Regions from separate parts of the Mus musculus genome. Here regions 1, 3 and 4 are each linked to region 2. The links are chromatin contacts, called in public HiChIP or PLAC-seq maps. All regions are on one chromosome and are shown on one strand. Each heading gives the region's core, a stretch centred on a gene start, on an enhancer-like site or on the middle of the called end of the contact. The rest is flanking DNA. Distances are from core to core; before and after follow the strand shown. Region 1 has its middle 26 kb from the start of Gm38791. Region 2 has its middle 45 kb from the start of Trim24. Region 3 has its middle 61 kb from the start of Gm33429. Region 4 has its middle 91 kb from the start of Gm33429.

What was found. HiChIP or PLAC-seq counts read pairs in DNA pulled down with a chosen protein or histone mark.
Region 1: an H3K27ac HiChIP or PLAC-seq map of embryonic stem cells shows a contact between it and region 2, with 15 read pairs. The contact joins two enhancer-like sites. A contact is called at or near these places in 11 of 484 Hi-C or Micro-C datasets (embryonic stem cells, liver and trophoblast stem cells) and 7 of 115 datasets of contacts at active chromatin or transcription factors (all in embryonic stem cells).
Region 3: a contact with region 2 is called in an H3K27ac HiChIP or PLAC-seq map of embryonic stem cells, with 21 read pairs. The contact joins two enhancer-like sites. A contact is called at or near these places in 4 of 15 datasets of contacts at CTCF or cohesin (CD8 T cells, embryonic stem cells, large pre-B cells and 1 more), 17 of 484 Hi-C or Micro-C datasets (B cells, CD4 T cells, Th1 cells and 6 more), 19 of 115 datasets of contacts at active chromatin or transcription factors (CD8 T cells, embryonic hindbrain, embryonic stem cells and 7 more) and 1 of 9 other capture datasets (embryonic stem cells).
Region 4: a contact with region 2 is called in an H3K27ac HiChIP or PLAC-seq map of embryonic stem cells, with 6 read pairs. The contact joins two enhancer-like sites. A contact is called at or near these places in 1 of 15 datasets of contacts at CTCF or cohesin (the NIH/3T3 cell line), 1 of 484 Hi-C or Micro-C datasets (liver), 2 of 115 datasets of contacts at active chromatin or transcription factors (embryonic stem cells and large pre-B cells) and 1 of 9 other capture datasets (embryonic stem cells).

What each region holds. Positions count from the first base shown.
Region 1 is chr6:37,687,702-37,690,401 of GRCm38.p6, forward strand. No RefSeq gene overlaps it. Among named protein-coding and RNA genes, the nearest start is that of Gm38791, 26 kb to the right of the region's middle. Within about 2 kb of position 1,305, at least 16 of the 459 cell types and tissues checked have an H3K27ac peak or open chromatin away from gene starts, as enhancers often do. A contact at or near this core is called in embryonic stem cells, where this site is marked.
Region 2 is chr6:37,824,597-37,827,296 of GRCm38.p6, forward strand. No RefSeq gene overlaps it. Among named protein-coding and RNA genes, the nearest start is that of Trim24, 45 kb to the right of the region's middle. Within about 2 kb of position 1,370, at least 11 of the 459 cell types and tissues checked have an H3K27ac peak or open chromatin away from gene starts, as enhancers often do. A contact at or near this core is called in embryonic stem cells and trophoblast stem cells, where this site is marked.
Region 3 is chr6:37,591,314-37,594,013 of GRCm38.p6, forward strand. No RefSeq gene overlaps it. Among named protein-coding and RNA genes, the nearest start is that of Gm33429, 61 kb to the left of the region's middle. Within about 2 kb of position 1,253, at least 120 of the 459 cell types and tissues checked have an H3K27ac peak or open chromatin away from gene starts, as enhancers often do. A contact at or near this core is called in embryonic stem cells and trophoblast stem cells, where this site is marked.
Region 4 is chr6:37,620,562-37,623,261 of GRCm38.p6, forward strand. No RefSeq gene overlaps it. Among named protein-coding and RNA genes, the nearest start is that of Gm33429, 91 kb to the left of the region's middle. Within about 2 kb of position 1,265, at least 34 of the 459 cell types and tissues checked have an H3K27ac peak or open chromatin away from gene starts, as enhancers often do. A contact at or near this core is called in embryonic stem cells, where this site is marked.

The DNA.
Region 1 (2,700 bases), core at 55-2,554, 140 kb before region 2:
GCCCCTGCTGCACAAACTACATGGACTCAACTCCACTTCCCTGATTCAATCCAACTAAACTAAACTAAACTGCACTCATTGATATGACTCTGACTCTGACTCCAATTCCGACTGCTCTTAAATAGCATCTCTTCTGGTATGTTCCTGAAAGTTGGGTGTGTCCTATCTCTGACTCATTCTGTCAAATCTTTCTCTGATTTATCACATTGTCTGCCCCTCAGTTAGATATCACTTTCAAACTTAACTGCTTCCTTCTATAACCTAACTTTATTTGTTATTTGGGATTAAAGGGGTGACAGAGGAGCCATGTTGCTGAATTAAACTTCCTCTAGACTCAGGAAATGGAAAATGTTGGGACACCCATGATGAAAGATCTCAATGTGGTCAATGAGGGAGAGTTCTTCTGTCCAAAATGGATATGCATAGACATTGTTACCTATTCAGGGGCGCCTACTGATTCTGCCTTCCTGTCTGTAAGTAGGAGACCTATTAGGGATTGTTCAAACACTAGTAACTGTATATGCCTACAGGTAAACAGTCCCCTATATTATGGTTGGGTCATTGGCTCCACCTGGGAATAGAATTATATACAACTGGGCATGACTGAGGGGCCTTGTTTATTTTCCACAGCAGACAATACCATACCCCACAGTATACTATTGGATGGAAATCCCCATTGAATAAACCTTTATTCTTCTTTTCCCCTCCCCTGACTCAAAAACAGCCTAAAGCCCCTGAAACTGCAGGTCTACATTCATCAACACTTGGAATTGTGATAATTAACTCTACCCTTATGGGGACCCCTGAAACACCTGAAGTTTTTGCTAGGCTCCAAGGAATGCACCACCTCCTAAATTAAATCTGGCCTGAACTGGCTCAAGATTTCTGGATCTATTTTAAGGTCTCTTCTTACTGCATCAGGTTGGGAGCAGAGATTCTGATAAGTATGGCCACCAACTGGCTTGTCTGTTCACTTTCTGAAACCACTATTTTGTTGGGAGTCGTGACTGGAAATATTCCATGCCTTATCACTGCAAATTTCCCCCTTGCTAAATCCCCTTCTTCTTGAAATGCTAGACTTATTGTAGCTGTCCAGCAGCCATGAATGAACTGGGTACCTGAAAAGGAGGCTGGAAATGGGAAAAGGACTGGGGTCGGGGGTGGGGTGAGAAAAGGATGAAGCCAAGACAAAGGCTTGATCAAGGCTCAAAGTTTAGTATTTAGCACTGTATTTATATAGGGAGAGCCCACAGACCTATCCTTTGTTTCTGCTGGATTAAGTTGCAAAGCAAGCTCAGCAGGCAGTCTGCTCCTATAGGAAATTGCAGGCTGGGAGGACTCTACCTGGGTCAGCAGAAGACTGTGGCAGACACTTAAGATCTATTTAGCCTGCTCAAAGCTGGGGTGGGGGAAGGGCACAACTTATTGTTCTTTGATCAGAAGAACCTTAGTTCAGTCCCAGGGAACTTGGTTTGCCTCCACTACTGGTTTCATCTGATGTATGGCCTCAGAACATCTGTATAATAATCTAATTTTTTGAGTGGTTGTACATGTTCTTCCCCAAGTGTATGCATATTTGGGACCAGAAGGGGCCCATCTTTTATTTTCCTTTGGACTGCCCTACTCCTCCACCTGGTAGGGATGAGGTAGCAGGAACCACTGCCTTAATAAGTACTACAACCCTAACCAGAGGGAAAGAGGGCCTAAAACAGATGAGTCAGCAGGTAGATACAAACATCAGACATCTTCCATTCTCTGTCAGTTCCCTCCATTCCTAGGTAGAGTCGCTGGCAGAAATAATTCTTACTTAGTGTTCATGTTCCAGAGAAAACTTTGTGTGATGGTAGGTAAGTTTGCTGCATTCATGCTAACAAATGAGGAGTTTTCAAAGAGACCTTACAAAAGGTTAGGGATAATCTTGAAGAAAGACAATAGGAGCATGAGTCGAATAAGTTTGGTACTGATGGAAGAAAAGCTTGAAGCAGTAGAATTGGCACTATAAAAGATTTACCAGCAAGCTTGCTTAGAGAACATTAAGTTATACAAAGTGGAATTTAGCTAAGGAGCACTGCCTCCAGTGTGACTGTAAGTTAAGAAGTGTCCTAACCAGACTTCTTAGAGACTGTGACAAAGAAATCTCTCTACCATACTGATGCTGAGAAAGTTTCTGCTAATGTTTACTCATCAAGTGCCACAAAGAGGCTCCATTCCCATAAGAAAGGAAATAACCCTGGTTTACAACTGGCCATTAGACTCATCCCCATATCAAAGAACAGACCTCTAAGGGGCAGTTCAAAGGGGACAGCTCAGGGGTCTGCCATTAAGTCCCACCCCCCTCCCCCCTGCTCTTATCAATAAAACCATAATTCAGCCAGGTGGACAAGGTGACCAAGGGTAACAATTATGTTATTAAAAAAAACACACACAGTGTAAGAAATTATTATTATTTAATAATAAGAATAATTATGGCAAGATTTTGGTGTATAAATCTACCATCTGCCCAAGTGACCAGACTTGTAGTCTCCTGGCTGTTTACATTGTTCAAAGGGTTAACTTGGGGTGTAGGACCTAAAACAGATCTAAAGATGGCAGTGTATGTGAAATGAATCAGGTCAAGGAGTATACAATTTAGTAAACCATTTTTTTTCAAGGCCAGCTCTTCTTTGGGCACTAGCTTTCATTAATCTCTAAGTGTGCAGA
Region 2 (2,700 bases), core at 120-2,619:
TTTTGGAGACAGGGTCTCAATTGGCCTGGAACTGACTGATGAACTCACATAGATCCTCCTCCCTCTGCCTTTTCTTCAATCATTCATTGGACTATTGGACATTTGTATGTGTCCTTTTGAGTACTGTCTATTCATCTCATTAGCTTGTTTATTGGTTAGATGACTTGGGGGATGAGGGTTGATGCTTAGTGTGTGTGTGTGTTTATGTATTTTAGATATAACTCTGGGGGGGGGGGGGTCTAGACAATGGTTGGCAATAATTATTTTCCCATCTGCTACATCCACTCTAGTAGTGACACACGTGACAGGCCCAAAAACCTGGATGTAGTCCTGAGGCAAAAAGTTCACAGAAACTTAGTCTCCTAGAACCATGGCATCCTGTATAACGAATGCTCCAATAATGTCCTTGCTTTAGTCGTTGAACGGATCTGCTTGCCCTCAGTATTGTTTTACTATAGGTGTCTCCAAGCAATGACTTGCCAAATACCTAAGCAAAATTGAACTTTGCTTCCTGGCCTTCACCAATGTCCGAAGTAATCCTTGAGCTGACCATGAGCTTTGAATTCAGTAAGAATGTTGCCTATTCGGTGACATTCAGAATTGCCTCTAGTATCGTAAGAGAGACAGTGAAAGAAATCAGGCATTACTATCTACTACATATAGTTAGAAATCTCAGGGCAAGCTTAGCAACATAAGTTTAGAATTCTTATTATAATTATGTATGGTAGACTACATTACTTATTAGTAGAAAGTCCCTTAGAATAATAGCTACCACTTAGAATAATAGCTGAGCTACTCCCATATGCAAGAATTTACAATGACCTAGGAAGAAGGAAGGTTGTGGTCTAAGAAGGAATTGGAGTAAATACTTAGAACTATAGATAGCTGAGTTACACCCACACACAGGAATTTGCAATGGCCTAGGGGGAAGGTAGACTATACAATAGACTAGAATTAGAACTAAGGCAAGGGCACGAAGCCCTTGCCCCTGGCTTCTAAGATTAAGCTGACCTTAGGTGGAACTGCTTTTGATCCCAGTTGTTAACACTGATTTTATCCCAGTTGGTTCCTGTTAGCTTTTAAGTACACATTCCTCTGTTTTGTTGTCAAAGTAATTTTGCATCAGATAACTTCAATGTACCTTGAATGGCCTTAATGTATCACTTAATTTCTTTTATATTATAAAAGACTGATGCTCACTTTGACAAAAATACATTCAGATACCACACTCCCTTTGGTCTGTATTTTTTTGTCATCCGTGCCAACTCCTTGCTGGTCTGTAACCACCGAACCCAAGTTTTGCCTGTGGATTGAGGACCCAAGTGAGGTCTGTGTGCAGCACCCATTCTGTAGGCAGTCTCTTCATTATGGTGATTGCTTCCTCTGTTATTCAGAAGGTTCTACTTGTCAATCTAGGACAGCGTCCAGTGCTGTTGGAGTCCTTTTCAGAAAGTTCTGCCTGTGTCTCGAGCGCTTTCCCTGAATCTGCCTTCAGCCGTTTCAGTTTCAGGTCAATGTTGGATCCACGATGAACTGATTTTTGTGCGGGATGAGAGATACAGGTCAAATTTCAATTTTCAGCATGTATGAATCCGGTTTTGCCAGGACTATCCATTCTCTTTCTTTAAAGAGGCTATCTTCTCCAACGTATTTTTTAAAACAGCTTTGTCAGAAATTAGGTTGCTATTAACAGTATGGTTTCATCTCTGGCTCCTCTATTCTATGTCACTAGTTTTTATGTCTGTTTTGTCCGTCTTTGTTACTGTGTCTGTATAATATAATTTGAGATCTGATATTGCTATGCCTGCCATTGTTCTTTATGCTAAGGATTGCTTTGTCTATAGGGCCTTTTGTGCTCTCAAATACATTTTACGATTTCTTTTTCTATTTCTGTGAAGAATATAATAGTTCCATTGAATAAATCCTCCTCTAGAATGCTGTTATCTCATTACGAGTCTCTACTGGTTATCTCAGATCCTTGCCTCCCATGCATTCTTATGTTTCATCTCTTAATCATTTTGCAAAGTTCTTGGATGTTGTGGGTCATCCTCATCCCAACAATCTTGTCATTAGGAACGAGGTCACCTTGCCTGCAGCCACATCATCACCAGCTTGTCATGCAACACATTACCGCTGTCGCCACAAATTGAGTACCCATTATAAAGGCCCCTGCCATAATGTCCCACCCTCTGTCTCTGTCTCTTTGTCTCTCTCCCTCCCTCACAACCCTTCTCTCACTCCTGCTCAAAGGTGGCCTTCCTCTACCCCCAACAAATCTCTCACATAATATCTGTAATATCTGTTCCATAATGTGACTCTGAGGCATTCCTTGGGTCCAACCTGCCAAGGTACTCTTCCACGGCAACACCCTAATGCTTGTAGATATCCCTAGTTTTTTCTTCTGCTTGGCGAGTCTGTTGGTGATGGTTCTGTTGTTTTTTGTATTTGATTTGTTGAGCTTTTTATTTCCAGAATTTCTACTTTACCCCCCAAAATCTTCATTTTCTCATTGTCTTTTTCTTTCCCACCACTGACATTTCCATTCGCATCTCTAATTTCCCTATTTATTTTGCCAGCAGCTTTTTCTTCTGTTGCTGATTCTTCTCTCTGGGTAGTGGATAAATTCCTCTGCTTGTTTCTATCTTTGTGCTCATTGATTTGGGTCAACTTGACACAAATCTAGACATATTTGGGAAAAGA
Region 3 (2,700 bases), core at 3-2,502, 230 kb before region 2:
CTCCATTAAAAAAAAATCTAGTAGGAGGACCATGGTATATTTGTATATAATTCATTGACAAAGCTGATTTAATAATCATGTGTTTTTCACACATGTTAGTATTTTATAAGTCCTACCCCCGACCCCTAGTTCCGGCCCTGATCCACCCTGTCCCAGCCCCAGCACCAGGTCCCACCCCTGTCCCAGCCCCAGGCCCCTTCACCTTGCTTTAATCTTCTGCATAAGCAGAAAAGGAGGAAGGAGAGGAAGGGAAGAAGAAATTGAGTTTGGTAATCCTCGACCAGGATGCCAGCCGTTCTGAGGCGATATTATCAGTCGCATTATCGGTTCTAGAAAAAGCATGCTCAGTAACATGAAAACATGCTCAAATTATATAAGCATGTGCAAATTGTTATGATACTGAGCAAGATCGTGGATAGATATATCCAGTGATTCACAAGCAAAACCTCCGTTGTTTCTCAATTTGGGGAATGATATTCTCCAAAATGTTTATTTGTTTCCAGTCTTTTTTGCTCCATTGTTGCTTTTAATAACATTTTTAGGCCAGCAATTTACTTAAAGAGAAGAAAGAACTGAGTGCACAGAACTGTCCTCTGACCTAAGGACATAAATGTGTCTACTGAAGTATTTTATCATGAGTATAACGACAACCCCAGTACACAAATTCCTTCATTTGCTCGTGGCAGTTTCTTAGAGTTTTTCTCTTCTCTTTCTCCACTCTAACTGGAGGAACACCACTATTTCCATCATCGCTGACCAGAAGGCTCCTCATCTGACTTTAAAAGTCTGAAAGACTGAGTGTTGGAAAAGAATAATCTCAATGTTGCAGGAAGGATCACATGAATAGTGAGGAAGTAACTCCAAGGCGATTTCCTTTTGCAAAGAGAGTGCATCACATCCCGAACAGGGCCAGCACGGGAGCCTGATGGTCATCCCTAGAGAAAGGCGGCAGCGACAGTTGGTTATTTCTCTTCGATTGGGCGGTCAACCTCGCAGACTAGTTCTGATTGGCTAATTTGGAAAGCTGCAGGAAGGAAGCAAAGGAAAGAAGAGAGGGACGGGCTACTGTCCAATCCATCCGTTCCAGGGATTTAGCAGGTCTTGTGCATAAACAAAAGTTTTACCAGGTAGAGTTTGAATCCCTTCACACATACATTTTTACAAGGTAAGAGAGGTTTTGTAGAATACTGGTGCTTGGCAGGCTAGCTGCCTTTGATGGGGGAAGGGAGGATTTCTCAAGAGCAAAGGTCAGGGGAGGCCACTAGGGGAGCCCAAGTCTATCTTTGTTTTAGCTCGGGCACTGTGAATAACAAACGCCCTCTTCTCAAAAGGAGGCAGAATATGGGAAAAGATCCTTCTCAAGTCTGATTTCTCATAATCTCCGAAAGGAAAGCCTTCTACATCCTGCTTGCTAAGCCTCCCATAAGGAAAAATTACTATTCATTTGCCTACGCTCACACATTCACACAGTTTCCTCTGGATTCTAATCTTCTCGTAATGGAGAACAAAGGTCTTCACAGTACTACTAGGCTTTGCCCTCTAGTTCAGGTTTAGAAACCGCTGGGCTCTCTTGCCTCTGGGCGAGCCTGTCTACTGCATTTCACAGAGGAGGAAGAAACGAAAAGCAGAGGAAAGACTGTATAGCCCTAAGCTTTTTTTCTTCACTTCTGTACGATCTGCCTAGGAATCCCCAAAGCAAGTAGAAGATAAATAAGCCCTGGTCTATTCTTCCTTTGTTTGAGATTTAACTCTCAAGGAGATTTCCTTCAAGGATTGGATTTGAGGAGGCCTTTTCACTTTGTATAGATGATTTGAGCAGATCATTTGCATCTATAAAGGGACGGAGGAAACCCTGAATGGTGGCCACTTCTATAGAAGAAACAGTGAAGGAGCTTCGTGAATTTATTCTACCCTGCGCATGGGAAAAGCACAGAGTAGAGTTTTCAGGGCCCAAATATCATCCCTAAATAGCTATAGCTCTCTTTGCAATCGCTTCACGTCACCAGTTTCAAAGCTACAATCCCCGGAAAACAAAAATTCCAGATAGTCTTAGTCATATTCTCTCTCTCTCTCTCTCTCTCTCTCTCTCTCTCTCTCTTCGTGTGTGTGTGTGTGTGTGTGTGTGTGTGTGTGTGTGTGTGATCCAGTATTAAATACAATATTAACCCAGTGTAACCAGCAAGTCAAGAAAAATGATAACTACAAACTGAAAACCTTGGAGCCTCTTCTATCAACAGATTTCTTTCACAAATCAGATACTGCTCAAGCTATATGTTCTCATTTGTTCTCAGTTAAGTGATGCTCCCCTTATTAAAGCCAAGTAGACTTTCCTAAGAGAAATAACAAAATAAAATGCAGAGCAACTGAACAACAACAACAAAAAAAAATGATTACAATTAAGGAGATAATAAAGAGGAAAAGAAGAGCAGACATAAATCACAACAAATGGAACAGAGGCAAGATCCAAGTTATAATACCATACAGGTCTATTTATGATTTATATATCATGGGCTAGGAGGATTTTTTTTTTTCACTGTGGAGGAGGGGCTGTGAACAAAGAGTGCTCATGCACACCCGGGGAACAGTGTCAGATTTCACACACAGAGACAGCAGAGACTCTGCGGACCCGAGTAACACAGCAGCTCTCCACACTGACAGACAGAAGAGCTTCCCTGAGCCCCTTCATCTACCACCCGGCCA
Region 4 (2,700 bases), core at 15-2,514, 200 kb before region 2:
GGGAGGATGAGAGGAAGGCGTGTGACCTGTAGGCACATCTGCGGGGAGCTGGTGACATTACAGTCATAATCTGAAGCCCCTCCTGGGCCTCTCAGTGTAGAGTCTGGAGATGTGGAGAGGAGCAGGATCTGAAAGCAGAATCACACATTGCAGGAAGAGCTCAAGTTTAAGGGCTGCCTGGACTAGAGAGTGAGTTCAAGCTCAACTTGGCCAACTTAATGAGACTCCTCTGCTTCAAAACAAAAAGAGAGCCGTAGATACAGCCCAGTGGTAGAGCACAAAGCTGAGTTGGCTTATGTGGGGAAGTCCCAGGCCAAGAAGAGATCCCGTCTCAAATAAAAGATAGAAGGTGACTGGTGACCCACACATGAAGTTGTTCTCTCATCTCCACATGTGTGCCATGCTTCCGTATTACCTCTATGCATGAATGTGCATACACACATAAACATAGATACAGAGAGAGAGAGAGAGAGAAGGAATAAGGAAAAATACTTGCATAGCAAGCATAAGGACCTAGATTCTTTACCTCAGCACTAGAATTAAAAACCCACCACATTTCACTCAAGTCTTCTGTCAGGAAGGAACCCCAGAACATCTAGACCAGAGATTTCACGTCAGTAACCAACCCTGGGCAATGGCTCTTTTCCATCGCTTAATAGCTCCATGAACAGCTGTTCATGTTGAAAGCCATACAAGGGCTTCCACATGTGAGACGACACCATTCCATCACAGGCGTTATCAAGACATCTAATTTTCCTCATGTTTTTGTTTATAATTTTATTGACCCTAAAATGGATTTTATGACAGTATTTTTGGCAGATGGCACTAAAATGTCTTATGTTGATAAAATCAGTTATTATAGTGTTTCTAGAAAAATGAAAATGAATGATCAATGTCTAACTGGTTCAGTGTGTCTTTCTACTTCAGTGTGAACAGGCGGATTAAGTATAATAATAGAAAGATCATAGTGGTCTGAAGTCAGCTAATGCAGCCTGTCACTCCACACCAGATGCTTTGCCCACGACTATGCTGATTAGGGAGAATCATACAATTTAAATCAAAACCCCCTCTGGCTAAACTTGACATTTCCAGTGAGAGGTGGAACTCGTAGTCTTGTTAGTGAAAGAATTTAAGAACGACTAAAAAGGAGGCTGGAGGGCAATCTTAATGGCGCTTAAAAAACACACTGCAAGGCAGACAAACAAAATCGCCAGCTGTCCAGATGAGGGAGATCCAAGAGAGAAAGCAATGCACAGTGAGCAAAACATGGACGGCAGCCACAGGGCATAAACCAGGATAATCAGCTGCACAGCAAAGGGTGTGGCAGGGATGGGGGTGGGGAGAGGGGGAGGGGTGGGGGTGGGGGTGGGGTAACTTCAGAGAAACAGTACAGAAGCTAAGAATGTTGGAAAGGAAAGCTTAGAACAAGGATCATCAAATGTCCTTTGTTGAGGGGAAGTCAAGGCAGGAGACTTGGGTCTCTCTCTCTCTCTCTCTCTCTCTCTCTCTCTCTCTCTCTCTCTGTGTGTGTGTGTTTGTGTGTGTGTGTGTGATGTATGGAGATAGTGCATGAGCATGGCACATGTGTAGAGGTCAGAAAACAACTTCATGTGTGGGTCGCCAGCTACTCACATTACTTCTATAGTCAAGAGAAGAGAGAAATATGCACATGCCTGTCTGTTAGTGCTCGGTGGCTCTCTATACTTATGCTACCGGAAAACCACTCTTAGGGAGTGGGGTGGGCCTAGCCACATCAGTTATTATAATCAAGATAGACAATGCCGTAGGCCAATTTGCTCTGGGCAATTCCTCTCTGAGCCTTTCTTCCCAGGCCACTCTAAAGCATATAAAGTTAATAATACAAACTACTCATCAGACCAGTCATCCCACAAACATCCTTGTTTTGGTCCAGAATCCAGTCCAGGGTCCTAACATTGACTTTAATCCTATCTTCCTAGTTCCTTTGCAGTCTGGGACAGCATGGATTTTTGGGTTGTCTCTCATTCTCCCTCTCTCTCTCTCTCTCTCTCTCTCTCTCTCTCTCTCTCTCTCTCTCACATGCCTTTAGTAACTTTGAAGAACATTGGTGAGTTATTTGATGAGTGTTTTACAATTTGATAGTGTGATATCTTAAAAAGTATGTGTTTATCTTTGCCCAGAGTTCCTGGAGTTGAGCTCTTGGAATATGTGGAATTTCCTGAGTGCTGGGAATGTTTCTATGATACTAATGAGGTTACTGTTAGTTAGATTCAGCTAACTCCAGGATCAGAACTGGGTAAAGATAAACAAAACCAGCTATGTGATTAGAGTCCCAGCTCCCAGCCTCTAAGAAATGGAGACTGAAGATAATCCTCAATGGGCAAAGAGCATCACCTATGCCTATTGCAACCCCTGTAAAAGCATTGACTAGTGAGGCTTTGGATCGGTGAGCTAGATGTGGGCTCACAGGGTGAAACACACAAAGACTTAGAAAAGCTGGTTACACTCTGTCCCTGCCTCTTGCTCCATGTGTGTCTTCCATTGTGGCTTTAGTAATAAGACTGACATTATAAGTATAGAGCATTCCTGAGTCTGATGAGTCACTGCAAAGAATTGTTAAACCCAAGGGAAGATAGGTTGGGATAGCCCCAAAGTTTGTGATTGGGAGCAGAAATGTGCCAAGAATTGCAGGTAGGATCAGAAGTTGTTGCTGGAATTACA